Regions from separate parts of the Pan troglodytes genome. Here region 2 is linked to region 1. A link is a contact called in public Hi-C data. All regions are on one chromosome and are shown on one strand. Each heading gives the region's core, a stretch centred on a gene start, on an enhancer-like site or on the middle of the called end of the contact. The rest is flanking DNA. Distances are from core to core; before and after follow the strand shown. Region 1 overlaps TSPAN9 (tetraspanin 9). Region 2 holds the start of LOC104001423.

Region 1 (4,299 bases), core at 534-3,033:
AGGCTTGCTTGGTGGCCTTCTGGCTTGTTGCTGTTCTTACTGATGTTGACCACTAGATGGCAGCAGGAAACTATCAATTTCTCCCCCAGGTCCATTGTATTCAAGTCAAGCCCTCTGGTCTGGGTGGATCAGCCATCGCCCCTTGATGGGGACTCAAATCCCACATCTCACCGATTCCAGGATGGGTCTGAGGAAAGGCTGGGATGAAGCCGAGGCAGCCCTCTCAGACGTACCCTGTGTCCGACTCTCCTGTGACATTCTTGAGAAGTGGCTGTCTCAGCTCAGGTAGTCCCAGGGTTGGGAGATACCCTTTTAGTAGAGTTCCCACCATTAGGAAAAGCTTTGCCACATGTGCTGGCTGGGTTTTCAGTGTCTTAAAGGGTCCAGAAGCTGAGACCCAGTGTCCCTGAGGAAAGTCCTGTTGCTCCCTGAGGAGTCCCCGGCTTGGTAACCTGTGCAGTTATTGAGGGCACTGTGGTGGTGGGAAGCAGTGCTCCTGGCCTGGGAGGGACAACAGCGTAAGAGCAAGGGCCATGCTGCACATCAGCAGTGACATGCAGTAACAGCAAACATGTAGGAAGCACTTCGTGAGCCAGGGATGCCCTGACTCCTTTGCTTACATTTATTGGTTTCCTCCTCTTTGAGGGGCAGCCCTGAATCCCTCCTAATCAGGTGCAGCTGAGCGGGGCCTTGAATGCAGGCAGGCTGGCTCCAGAGTCCCGGGATGAGTCACGCACCACTCATCGTGGGCATTCTTAAGCCTTTGCGTGGGGCTCGACAGTTTGTGTTACAGTTCACGTGGCTCTTCCTCAAATGCCTTGTCTCATTGGTCTCCCCCAAGCCCCTGTGTCAGGTTCTGGGGGATCCTCCTTTTTGCAGATGAGGAAGTTGAGGCTCAGAGAAGTGAAGGATGCCTCCAGCATTGCAAAGACAGGACACCAAACCCTGTCATTAGATTCTGAGTCGGGGTGGCTCTCCTTTTGTAGTGAAGCGGGTTTGCATGAGTAGGGTTGGAAGGAGGGAGAGGAGCCCTCAGATGCCTGAGGTCAGGGCAACTGTCAGAAAATCTATTCTGTTCCCAAACCCTCTGTAAGAGGAACACATGTGCAGGTGCCCGTGGGAAGCTGAAGCTCCTGCCCAGCCAGTAAGTAAACAGGAGCTGGAGGGAGAGAGTGCGAGAATGAGGAGGTGGTGACCGCAGCCATCTGCTCCCGCCGTAGTGTACCCCTCAGCTGGAGGCAGGGGTGGGGGGCACATTGGCTGGGGACCCCCTCTAAGGCAGGGCTGGAGAAACAGTTCCCACTGTGCACTGTGGAGCCGCCAGGTGGTCCCAGCTGCCAGAACCCCTGCTCCGTCCAGTCCTGCTGTGAAGGCTTCGGGTCTGGAAGGGCATCGTGTGCTTGTGGTGGGATCTGAATCCCAGTTGGCCTGTGGAGCTACCACTGCTACTCTGGGATCAACTGAGGCAGGGGACTGTGGCCGGGACCCTCTTTCCAATTGGACCTTCTCAGGGGCAGGACCTTCCAAGCTAAGGGGCAGCAGTGGATGGCTCCTGGGCTCCTTGTCGTCTCCTCTCTGGGATGGGTGTTCTTGAGGCCTTGGGCTTCCGCCCCCATCCCACCCTCTCTGGGGTGTGGAGACAGGGCCCACTTGGGCATGTCAGCTTCCCTGGAGCTCCCGCAGCTGGGCCCTGCCCACGTTTCCCTGGGCCACGCTCTCCTGGCTGCCCCAGGCCTCACCACTCTCTCACTGGAACACATAAGTGCCTGCCCCTGGAGCCCAGGCCACTGTCCTGACTCCTCGCCCTTCCCAGAGCCCCGCCTCCTGCTGCCTGCCTCCCATGTGGCTTCACATCCTGCGGGTTTTTCCAGCTGACACAGCCCTTGTAGATACATACTCTGCTGTGGGCACCCCACATCCATGCCAGGCCCAGATTTGGGCCCCAAGGGAGTGCTACCCCCTGGGTTGCAGTTCAAAGGCTTCTGCTTTCCAGCCAGATGGAGGAGGGCTCTATCCCAGGCTCCAACATCCTGCTTGGCTCATCTCCCCCACCCCCTGCTCCAGCTGCGTCCTCCCTGTTGTGCTCCTGGCAGTAGGTTTGCTGAGAGGGAAGGGGGATTCCTTTCCTCTTGGCCTCTCCTCTCTCTATTACATCAGCCTACAGCCCAGTACCCCTGGGGTCTGCTAAGGGAGGGCTTTTTATTTTTTTCCAGGGGAAATAATTCCACCTCTTGTCACACGGATTTCTGCATGCAGCTCTTCAGGGGCTTGACTTCCTTCCCTCGTCCTATCCCAGGCCCCTTGAAGCTCAAGAGAGGGGCAGCTTTGTTTCCTTAAACAGGGGCTGCTGCTGGCTCTGAGCCTCCGAGGAAGGTCATGTGAGGAGTCGGGTGTCTGGGTCCCGCTGTCCCCCTCACTGGCTGTGTGACCCCAGGACCATCCTTGCCTTCTCTGGGCCTCAGCACTCCCTTCAGGAGCCTAGGACTGCATTTGTCGTCCATGGGTGGTGAGGGGGCAGTGCCCAGCGGTGCCCGTTCTGGAATGGAGGACTCTGCCCGTGGGTTTGGTAGTGTGATTTTTCCACCCCTGGGCTGGCCCCTCTGCCTGGGGCGGGTGTAGCTGGCACACCTGTTAGGAATGAGGCATCTCCTTAGTGCCGAGGAGACGAGAGCCCTGGGGCTGGCTGGGAAGTGCAGGGCCCAGCTGAGAAGGAGAGTGAGCTCAGTCTCCTCACTGCGGGTCATTCACCACCTCCCGGAGTCGGTTAGAGGAGGGGGCTAGTCCAGGGTGAATTGGTGGGATGGGAAGAGGCCCCAGTGCCCAGCTCTGCCCAGTCCTGTCTCCTCGCTGGGCTCTCTCCTCCTGTTTCTTTTTTTCTTTTTTTTGAGACAGGGCCTCGTGCTGTCACCCAGGCAGGAGTGCAGTGGGGTAGTCATGTGCAGCCTTCACCTCCTGGGCTCAAGTAATCCTCCCTCCTCAGACTCCCAAGTATTTGGTGTCTGGGACTATAGGCACGTGCCACCATATCCGCCATACAAAAAAAAAAAGGGGGCCTTTTTTTTCCTTTTTTGTATTTTTGTAGAGATGGGGTTTCGTCATCTTGGCCAGGCTTGTCTCAAAGTCGTGGCTCAAGTGATTCGCCCACCTTAGCCTCCCACAGTGAGCCACCGCATCCGGGCTACCCTGTTTCTTCTTTGTTTTGCCCCATCTACCTCCTTCCCTTTGCTTGGCTTTCTTTCCCTGCCCTTGTCTGACTGCTGGCCGAAGGTTCCAAGCCCTGTGGGCAGGGTGGGTCCTGGACCCTGTTCTCCGCCCCTCAGCCCCTGCTCTGTTCTTCTTCAGGCAGGCGGAAAGCTGCACCCTGCTCCCCAGCTCAGAGCCCAGGGCTACAGGCTGTGGACGCCCTGAGGAGGGTTTCTCTGGGCCTGCTCCCCCACCCTCCCTACACGCTGTGCCCCAGCCCCTCCCCAGAACCCACATCTGGCCCAAGTGCTCAGTTTTCTGGGCTGTAAATTGCCTCCCGCTGCCCCTTGGCATCCTCTCAGGTTTCAGCTTCATGGCTGTTTTGCTTTTGGTGGGGGGCGGTATCCAGGGAAGGCTCAGCTTGTTTCCTCTCTTCCTCTGTCTGAGACCATGGAGAGAAATCCTTGGCAGGGTTGTTCTCGATCCTTCCGTCCAAGTGTTGGTGAGCTGTGGTTTTCAGCAGGTGACTGAGTAGGAACCAGTTCTAATTAGATTTCCCCCTTTTCTGTTCACACCTCCCCCTCCCCCTCCTCCCCTCACCCTGCCAGTGGCCAGCCTTCCCCAAGTGTCCCCTGCCGTGCAGTGGAGGGGCTTGCAGTCGGCCAGCCTGGGGATGGTGGGATTCGCTTCAGGCTGCGCTGCCCTCTGCTCCTTCTTGACCTGGCCCTTGGCCTAATGCTCAGCCTCAAGGGTCCCCTCAACTCCCTGCATCCCCTCAGATAACTTTTCCTTTTTTTCTTTTTTTTGAGACAGGGTCTTGCTCTGTCACCCAGGCTGGAGTGCAGTGGTGTGACTCCCAGGCTCAAGCCGTCCTCCCACCTCAGCCTCCCGAGTAGCTGGGACCACAGGTGTGAGCCACTATGCCCAGCTCATTTTTTTGTATTTTTGGTAGAGATAGGGTTTCACCATGCTGCCCAGGCTGGTCTCAAACTCCTGAGCTCAGGTGACCCACCTCCCTCGGCCTCCCCTAGTGTTAGGATTACAGGCAGGAGCCACCGTGCCTGGCCTCAGATAGCTTTTCTGTTCCTTCACAGCAGGTGACTCTCTAGCCCCTGC
Region 2 (4,299 bases), core at 1,338-3,837, 150 kb after region 1:
GCATTTGCCTGAACTGCTGAGTCAGATGTGATACAGCAAGGTACAGCCAGGGAGGGATGAGGATACAGGAGGGGCAGGCCTGAGAGAGCTGTGGCTGAGCTTTGGGATGAATGACTGAATTTATTTTAGCAACAGATTTGCCTCCATGATGGGGCTTGGCTTAGGTGAGGAGGCCCTGGCTCTAGGAGGAGAACAAGTCCATAGTCCCAGATGCTCCCATTTTAAGCCCTGGGGAGGGGCCGGCAGGGGGTTGGGTGGCAGTCAGCTTGGGACGGTTTACAGAAAGAGCAGAGGTGCTGGTGGGCAAGCACAGGGCTGAGCCCAGGGGCCCAGCCCGAGGGGTGGGCTGCATTGCCCTCTCCGGCTCTGGTCTCCAGGAAGGAGTGCTCGCTCACTTCTCCAGTGGGCCCGGCTGAAGCCCAAAGAAGGGACAAGAAGCAAGCCCTTTGTCTCCTCCCTTAACTGCAGGGTGGCCACTTTTGCGGGGACTGGGGTTGGCCTGGGCAGGGGAAGGCCCTGGGGAGGAAGGGGCGGGCCATGGCATGTCTGACCGCCCCTTCCATTCCTGCCGGCCAGATGCGATGCTGTGGTGTCACTGACTACACAGACTGGTACCCAGTGCTGGGGGAGAACACGGTTCCCGACCGCTGCTGCATGGAGAACTCCCAGGGCTGCGGGCGCAATGCCACCACGCCTTTGTGGAGAACGGTGAGGCTGGGGATGGACTGCTTGGGTCCAAGAGCCCGTGTGTGGATGCCCCGGCACGGGGAGCCCTATAGGGGAGGCTGGGCCCGGGACACTAAGAGGTTGGCTGAATGTGGGGTGGGGCGGGGGCTCACAAAAATAAAGCCAAAAGACAGGTGGAAAATGGGGGGTGGGGCTGGACCCACAGTTGGGAGAGTCAGAGGGTGAGGGGTTGAATGGGGTCTGAGGCTCTGCAGCTGGCCTTGCGGGTGGGGCGGAGGCTGCGCCAAGGGAGGGGGACAGGGCTGAGGCCAGGGAGGGCTGGGAGGTAAGAGCGAGGACGAGGTGGAAGGAGAGAGTGAGGTGGGGGCTGGGCTGCAGGGAGCGCGTGCTTGGGCTGGGACCCTAACCTCGTGGGCCTCGCTCCCCAGGGCTGCTATGAAAAGCTGAAGATGTGGTTCGATGACAATAAGCACGTGCTGGGCACGGTGGGGATGTGCATCCTCATCATGCAGGTAAGAGGGGCGTCCCCAGCAGCCTCGCCCACCCTGCTGGCCTCAGCCGCAGAGGGAAGGAAGCACAGAGAAGTGAAAGCAGTGTTGGTACACGGCGGAGGGTCTGGAATTCATCACAGCTATTCAAGCTTAGCAGCTGTGCCTGCCACCGTTTCCGCAGAGCTCTGATGTGAGAGCACGTGTCTACTCAGCACTGAAAGTGGTGCTCAGGGCTGCCTGTGGCCAGGCCCAGGCTGGGATATTGAAGCTGGAGTCAACCCCCGTGGGTTCCCCCAGTTCTGCCCAAACCTTGAGCTCAGAGAGCCATGCAAGACACACACAGTGTCCCCCGGTCACCATCTTTACAGCCTGTGCACATGGCACACTCTCTGTGGTGACCGTGAGACCACACCGGGCTTCCTTCTGCCTTCTGCACTCCTCTGGGTCCCCAGCTCCTTTGAGGATTCAGGAGGGAAGGGACACAAACAAGTAGTGACATGGTCCTGACCACACATCACTGGAAAGACAGCCCTGCTGCTGCCAAGACATCGCACCATGTATTCCACAAGCAGACAAGAGAGGCTTGACAGGAGTCCTTTATTTTTCTTTTTTTAAGAGACAGGGTCTCACTTTGTTGCTCAGGCTGGAGTGCGGTGGCGCCGTCATAGCTCGCTGCAGCCACAAACTCCTGGGCTTAAGCTGTCGTCCCACTTCAGCCTCTCAAGTAGCTGGGACTACAGGCATATACACCACCATACCTGAATGATTTACAACTTTTTTTCAAAAACAGATGGAGTCTCCCTCTATTGCCCAGGCCGATCTCAAGCCATCCTCCCACCTTGGCCTCCTAAAGTGCCACCGTGCCCGGCTGGCCTGAGTCCTGAATGATCCCTGCCACCTCCCACTCCCCACCTTGGCTCCTGTGAGCCCCCACGTAGAGCCAGGTCCTCCGTGCATTCCGTGCCTGCCGCGCCCCTCTGAGTAGGCACGCGTGTGCATCCCGCAGAGGTTCGATGGCTTCTGGTCTAACAGCCCTACGAGGCTGAGCCAGAGTTCACCTGTGTGTGTCTCCAGGGTGACCTCTGTTCACGGTTTTCTTCATGTCTTCATTCCATAAGCATTTTCCTGGCACACCAGTGGCCATCCCCGCTTGCTCTAGGTGCCCTGTGACATCCCAAGCCTCTCGGGGCTGAGGTCAGGTCCAGGCTGCTGCAGCTCCTGCCTCAGGCCCCTCCCCGTGTCTTTCAGATCCTGGGCATGGCCTTCTCCATGACCCTCTTCCAGCACATCCACCGGACTGGTAAGAAGTACGACGCATGAGCGGGCTGGCCGGGAGTGCCCACCCCGCCCTGCTGCCCTGTGGAGGGAAGAGGATTGAGCCTTGTGTCGCCTGCCTGCGCTCTCCAGATATGACCCCTGCACCCACCCCCCACAGCCTGCCCTACCCCACCTACCCTGCCTCAGCCTCGGACTTCTCAGTGGGTGGAGTGCCAGGGAGGAGGAGGCACACGGAGACCTGGGGCTCGGGGCCCCTGGATTCCTGCATCTGCATATGCGTATTTGCCAAAGACGACAGGGTGGGCTGGGGTGCGCTCAGGAGGAACCCCCGGCACTGATGGGCTTCTGCCCCTGCCCTTCCTCACACTGACACTTTGTCCCCACATGGGGTGGGGAGCAGAGTGCCCGCCCCGTGGAGATACCGCCCCAGCGGGGGGTGCCACCATGGGGCACCTGGCGGGGCGGGGGTCTGCCGGCCTCTGGGCAAGGCCCCTGGAGCATCTCGCCCAGGCTTTTTATACCTTACAATGTAACTTTTTTATTTTATTTTACTCTATGATTATTCAGGAATATTATCTCTCAGATAAGTTTAGGGTTAGATTTCTGATTTGTAACTTTTTACTGTGTTGATTTCTTTAATGGTTTGACTTTTTTCCCCTGAGGGTGAGGGATGGGTGGGAAGAGAGGACATCTGTCCAGTCTCTATCAGGACAGACCACCGTGCGACACCCAGGAGGCTCTCGGATGGGGCGCGCCTGCGCCCTCAGAACGTGTGGGAAGAAGGGGGCGTGGACAGGACACGGGACCTTGCCAGGCCTGGTGTCTGAGGACAGGAGCCTGGGAGAGGCGGGTGGAGCGTGAAGCAGGCTGGAGGTGCCCCTGCACGGGAGGTGGCGTTTGCTAACCAATCGAGCTGGAAATGCCAGGGCAGGGGGGCCCCACGGTGCTGTGGCAGAGCTAGAGGGGTCCTTAGACTTTTCACTGATGAGCAGTTGTTGGTTTTTTCATTCTTCCTTCCTCCCGCTCTCTGCTGGCACTCGAGGCTTCCCCTTCCACCCCATGTGGGTATTCCCACAACAGGTTCTGCACACCCCAGTTATTTCACAGACATTCCTGCTAGAAACTGTCAGACAAATACCTCTCTAGTTCGGATGCTGCTCACTTTCTCCCTTGCTTCTGGAAGGGGAAGCAGTCCTTAGGTTTTGCTGTGCTGGGACAGTGGCAGGGGACCCACAGGGGTGAGGACCCACGGTCCTCCCCACCAGCCTTGCTCAGCTGTGGGTTGCCCTGCTGGGAAGGAGGGAATCACGTCCACCTGGGTCCCAAGATCTTCGCCTCCTTCCCTGGGGCCATGGACATCAGCAGTGGGTTGGGTGGCGATTATATCATCTGTGATCCCAAGGAGAAGAAATACAGAAAACCCAAGAGAGGTCAGACTGGCTCTTGTTGCCGGAGCCACGGGAAGAAAGCAGCTGGAGTCACGCACGTGCAGAGCTGGGCCTGGGAGAGAAACGGGCTGGGGAGTGAGGCCAGGAGTGGGATTCAGCTGCAGCAGGGCGCCCCCTCCAAACTGCAGCTGGTCTGGCTTACTGTTTTGCCGTTCAAAAAGGTCGCGAATCCGTGGGACTGAGCACGGGGACCTCACCCGCTAGCCAGCGTCTGCTGCACTTGATCAGGTGGGACCTTGGTGGGCGGCTGCCTTTCCTATACAGTTTGTCTTGTCACCCTGGTTTCCCACTGGGGCCAGGTCTCTTCTCCAGCCTCCACCTGCCTGTCTGATCCAAGAGCTGAGACACGGCCACCCAGCACCAGTCACTCCTCTGTTCACCTTAAGTAACACACA

What was found. Hi-C and Micro-C count contacts between places; a contact is called where the count stands out from the background.
Region 2: a Hi-C map of induced pluripotent stem cells shows a contact between it and region 1, with 4 times the contacts expected there. The contact joins the promoter of LOC104001423 here to the enhancer-like site in region 1. A contact is called at or near these places in 5 of 7 Hi-C or Micro-C datasets (blood, induced pluripotent stem cells, a lymphoblastoid cell line and 1 more) and 1 of 1 other capture datasets (stem cell-derived neural stem cells).

Annotation. Positions count from the first base shown.
Region 1 is chr10:10,310,033-10,314,331 of NHGRI_mPanTro3-v2.0_pri, forward strand. All of the region lies in intron 1 of TSPAN9 (tetraspanin 9), which reads left to right. Among named protein-coding and RNA genes, the nearest start is that of TSPAN9, 60 kb to the left of the region's middle. Within about 2 kb of position 1,784, at least 6 of the 24 cell types and tissues checked have an H3K27ac peak or open chromatin away from gene starts, as enhancers often do. A contact at or near this core is called in induced pluripotent stem cells and stem cell-derived neural stem cells, where this site is marked.
Region 2 is chr10:10,456,142-10,460,440 of NHGRI_mPanTro3-v2.0_pri, forward strand. LOC104001423 reads left to right here and starts at 2,588. Exons shown (of 3, transcript XM_016924764.3): 1 at 2,588-2,765; 2 at 3,722-3,886. The coding sequence starts at 2,588. It overlaps TSPAN9 (tetraspanin 9), which reads left to right. Exons shown (of 8, transcript XM_016922800.4): 6 at 577-708; 7 at 1,116-1,199; 8 at 2,427-4,299. The coding sequence ends at 2,498.